Linked DNA regions of Lactuca sativa: region 1 is linked to region 2. A link is a contact called in public Hi-C data. All regions are on one chromosome and are shown on one strand. The core of a region is the stretch at or near the end of the contact, and the rest is flanking DNA. Distances in the headings are between cores, read along the strand shown. Region 1 holds the start of LOC111916487 (GDP-mannose 3,5-epimerase 2). Region 2 holds the start of LOC111916488 (armadillo repeat-containing protein LFR).

The links. A called contact is a pair of places that touch in the nucleus more often than the background predicts.
Region 1: a contact with region 2 is called in a Hi-C map of seed, with 9 times the contacts expected there. The contact joins the promoter of LOC111916487 here to the promoter of LOC111916488 in region 2. A contact is called at or near these places in 2 of 4 Hi-C or Micro-C datasets (leaf and seed).

The regions. Positions count from the first base shown.
Region 1 is chr3:273,341,284-273,343,983 of Lsat_Salinas_v11, reverse strand. It overlaps LOC111916487 (GDP-mannose 3,5-epimerase 2), which reads right to left and starts at 1,291. Exons shown (of 7, transcript XM_023912155.2): 1 at 1,133-1,291.
Region 2 is chr3:273,171,747-273,174,446 of Lsat_Salinas_v11, reverse strand. LOC111916488 (armadillo repeat-containing protein LFR) reads left to right here and starts at 1,422. Exons shown (of 11, transcript XR_008231141.1): 1 at 1,422-1,639; 2 at 2,286-2,455; 3 at 2,558-2,688.

The sequences.
Region 1 (2,700 bases), core at 42-2,541, 170 kb before region 2:
CAATTTCAATATTGATTAATGTTTTTACCCTTTAAACCAAGACTCTTGATGTGAAAAACTGAAATTAACTACATGCAATAACATGGTACAATTTCAATTGCATATGATACAAGTCACTCACATACAAATGTTCGTGATTTTCCATTTTTTTTTTCCTTTTGAAAGATTTACATGAGCCAATAGAAAAACATCAAAAAGTAATTTGTGTTTAATTGTGGGATTTTAAATGGGTTTAAAATTTAAAATATTATAAAATGACTTTTAGACGTCAATTTATATTGAAATTTTGTATGGATACCTAAAACCCCAAATTAACCTAAACTTGAACTCAGGTGATTTGGTTTTTGTTTAATCTAAATGGGAAAATGGTGCACATGTGATGAACAAAAACATTGACACCCAATGAACATTTTTTGAATCTTTATGATCGATGTCGCATGTGCATTTGCATCCATCTTGAATCAACGTCGCCGGAAAAAGACTTCCGTTTTCCGTCACAGTACGTCAACCTCCGGCGACATCTACAGATACACAAAGATGAAAGACTACTGGAAAATGACTTCCGTTCATCAGAATCCACCGTCTTTAATCGGAAACTCCCTACTTTTATTTACCATCACGGCGGAGATTTCGTGATGACTTCCGCTTTTCAACGTTAATTTATTACCTCACATACTTTTTAAGAGCTTCGGTTGAGTACAAAAATTAGAGGGCCTACCAATCCTCCTAAAACCCTACAAACTTGCCGAATATTCTAAAATGAAAATCCTTTGTGCAGTGATTGTGTTTAATGTTTGCTTGTGTACGTCTGTAGGAAGAAGAGACAGGGGAACACACAAACAGACTGTAGGGAAGCCAATGGAACACGCCTTTTAAACGATTCATACAATTAGAATGGGAGAAACATCATAAAGTTTAATCTCAGAGAATTTTAGAGAAATCATACGACTCAAACACCTAATTAACACATAAAATCGATAAGAACAGTATGAAACCTAGACAATTCTCTTATCCTCTGCCATATAAACACCGCAAATCTCAACAAAATCCGTATCCGATCACCAAACAAATTACGATAGATATGAATAATACAAGAGATTAATGTCGAAAGTTTACAAGAACTTAGAATTACCTGAAGATTTTGCCGAAATATTGCAGGGATTTAAGGGTGAGGTTTGGTTTGCTCTGCAAATCCTCGAGCGAGATAATTTGGGCGGCACTCGTGTCCTACTCGTATGGGTGCAAATACACTCCAATTATCCTTCAATTTCTACTCGACTTAATTGCCCTTTTATTCACATTTTTTGAGCTTCAACTTTATCTTTTCACGTTTTAAATTTTGTGGACATAAAAAAATATTTTTTAAGGAAAATAACTTATAACATGAATATCGTGGGAAAAGTTTGGATTTTTACTATTGTTAATAAATTTATATACCCGTATTGTCCTAAAAACGTTTAATGTGATAAAACTCGTTTTAATATAAAATATGAATCAGGTGTTAAATCTTTTGCTTTTTTAAATGTTTGTTTGCTTTTTTTCATTATGTATATGATAGGCAATAGGGTATTAGTTAAAATCGGTACTAACTGAAATGTTTAGTTACAAGACTTACGATCAATTAAAAAAATATCAGTTAAAGATATGTTGTGCATAAAAGTTTGGATTTTTTCAATTATTAATAAATTTGTGTATTCATATTGTCCTACAAACGTTTAATGTGATAAAACTCGTCTTAATATAAAATATGAATCTGGTGTTAAATCTTTTGTTTTTTCTTCCATTATGTATAAGATGGCAATATGGTATTTAATCAAAATCGATACTAACTCAAACGTTTATATACGAAACTTAAGATCGATAATAAAAATATCAGTTAGAGATATATTGTGCATAATTTATAAAAATATTTTTTAAGAAAAATAATTTATAACATGAATATCGAGAGAAAAGTTTGGATTTTTCCAACTGTTAATAAATGTGTGTACCGATATTGTCCTAAAAACGTTTAATGTGATAAAACTCGTTTTAATGTGGAATATGAATCAGGTGTTAAATCTTTTATTTATTTTAAATGTTTGTTTGCTTTTTTCCAATATGTATAAGATGGCAATATGGTATTAATGAAAACCGATACTAAATCAGACGTTTAGATACGAAACCTATGATTAATCACAAAAATATAAGTTAGAGATATATTGTGCATAATTTTGAGAATATACATTGACTATGAAGTTGATAATATTATCAACCTAGTAGTACTTCAACATTCATATATATATAGGGACAATCTAACTATGCCGGATTTAGAATAAAAACCTAGGGTATACAATGAATGATACAAAAAAATAACTTAAACCGGCCTATAGTATAATTAAAAAAATTATCACGTCATCGAAAAGAAAAACAAATTGCATTTTAATTTGTTATTTATGAGTTTACATATTTTAGGAATTTTTCTAATTAAATAAACATCTGTTCTTTTTTTTTTTTTTTACTTTTTAAAAAAATTCAACACCCTAATTTAAAAATTAAAATAAAAAAAGACATAAAAATTAACGACTTTACGACTTTAAACATCAAATTTTCGAAATTTTAAACCACGTTTCTTATTGGATTTTGATAGGGTTTATTTTTTTTCTCTAAATTTCTAGAGAATCTTGATATACAAGCATTTAAAGCATTTAAATGAGGATATGC
Region 2 (2,700 bases), core at 173-2,672:
AAAACCATTTAAAGACTAGGTGATGATATCATTACAAAATGCTTTTACATTATCTCGAAATTATTGTGTAGGGATGAGCAAAAGGACAGAACCGGCCGGAACCGGCCTGAACCGGACTGGAACCGGGAACCGGCTTCGGTTAAAATCAAGAACCGAACCGGCCCGGCGGTTCTACCGGTTCCGGTTCCACCGGTTCCCGGTTCCTACCGGTTCTTGTCGTGTCTCCAAATGTTGGAACCGGTCCTCGAAAAATAGCATCATACGGTTCCGGTTTTTACCGGTTCTACCGGTTCCGGTTATATCGGTTCCCGGTTCTAAAAATCCACAAAAATAACGTCCCGATCCCGGCCCGACTGGTTCCATCGGGTTCCGGTTCCGGTGCCGGTTCCGGTTCCGGTACCGGTTTCGACCGGTTCCCCGGTCCATATGCACATCCCTATTATTGTGTACTTTATCGTAATATGAAAGTATGTTTATGCTTAAACATTGGGCTATACATAAACATTGGACTACACTCAACGCATTGGCCATAGCCTAATATTGATTGATATGCGGCCCTTTATCCACAATCCCATTTTGAGACATTTCTATTTAGGTTTCATTATAAGTTACGTAGTATTATTTTTTTTTTCAACCTTCGCATAATGTAATCTATTGTTATTTTATGAAATGGAATTTAGTTTATTATTATTGCAAAGCCACAATAAAGATAAAAACTGGGATTGTTTATTTGTCTTGAATAACTATACCATATAAAATAGAACCAATGATGATTTGCTCCCTAAACCAACGATCACACTAATTTTAATATTTGGGTTCCACAATCATGAACTCAAATCATTTTTAAATTTCAATATTTAAAGTGTGTTAGACAAAACTAATTAATAGCCGAAAGCTAAAAATTAATAGTTAGTAGTTGATATCTGAAAATTGAAACTTATAACTTATATTTGTATAAAAGTATAAGACAAAACTAGATGTTAGTTATTAATGGTGTAAAATTACATCAATATAAAAAACTAAAACTCCAATTAGCTTTTAAATTTTTATTTAAAATAAAAGTTAAAAATTTATATGGCTGAATGAAGTTTTTTCTTTTAGAAAACAAATTTTTTTTTTTATTTTAAACACACCTAAAATCAATTTTTTTATTTTTTTATTTTTTATTTTTTTATTTTTATTTTTTATAAATCGGTTTGGTTCAAATTACAAACAAGTGCAAATCGAATTCATTGTCGATTTCTAAAAATCTAGACCAAAGTCGAGAAGATATAATCGTCTATTCTTCCGTTAAGTTTTAAACATAGCCAAATAAAGATGGGACCAAAATGAAAAGTTTTTTAAAAAATGGGCACATTCCAATTAACTTTAAACAAGTGGCTGGCTTAAATTTTAAAAAACGAAACCAATGCCAAATAAAAAGTTATCCCCGTTGCACGTGTGTTTCTTGTGCGAGAGATGCAGAAGCGAGAGCTAGGTAAGCAAGGCGGAGGGTCGGGTGGCTCCGGCACTCCGGCGGCGAAGAGAGGCCGCCCTTTCGGAAGCACTAATAGCAACTTAGCTGCAGCTGCGGCAGCCGACGCGGCAGCTCCATCGACACTCCTTGGCCCATCGCTCCAAGTTCACTCCTCTTTCGCTGGTTAGACCTTTTTCAAAACCCTAATTCTGTTATTAATCCTCTATTCTTCGCGAAACATCAAAACTGTGCTAGCTAGCACTTTCCAAATCCGTAGTTTTATCTAGGTTTTGTTACTAATTTATCTTCAGTACGTAAAAATTGTAAACATTGTCTTAGGTTTTATGCAATTGTCTATTTCTTTAATGGAAAATGCTTAATATCCGCTACACATCTGAAGCCGAAAGCAAACTTATGTTTATTAAAAGCCATTGCTTACCCTTCTTCTTGGAAATGTAGTATCGTCATCAGTACTTTCAGATTATATTTTCCAAATCATAGTGATTATACTAGTAATACTAAAAAGTAATTATTTGTTGACACTAGGTTGTCAACCTACTAGCTTTTGTGTTAACTGTAATGTAATTATAGACCCAAGTTTATATAACTAGTTTTAATGACAACCAAGGACAGTTATTGGTGTCGCTTTTGATTCCCAGGGAATGTGTTTATAAATTATACTCCAGTTCCCCTTTGCGTCTTTTATTTGTTGATAAAATGTTTTGTTTATATGCATGTGAAGTGAAACTAATAGCAAACAGATATATCATTTGTTATTGAAAAATGAAACTACTTATCTTCAAGATTTAGTCTTTTTCCTCTTGTCCAGATCAAAACAATAAAAGGATTGTTCTTGCTCTTCAAAGTGGATTAAAAAGCGAGCTGACATGGGCACTAAATACACTAACTTTACTTTCATTCAAAGAGAAAGATGAAGTGAGAAAAGATGCAACTCCATTAGCAAAAATCCCTGGATTACTCGATGCTCTTCTCCAAGTTGTATGTAACCACTCTTTTCTAAACTTTCATCTTTTAAAATTAACAGGACCCATGATTTATTTATATTTACACATTTCATAAATGCAATAAAACTTCAAACAGATCGATGATTGGCGTGACATCACTCTCCCAAAAGAGCTCATAAAGACACCAAGAACAAGGTCTCTAGGTGTTAACTCCATTGTTACTGGATTTGGAAACGAGTTCAAAGCTTTAGGCTCAAATGATGTGAAGTAAGATTAAGA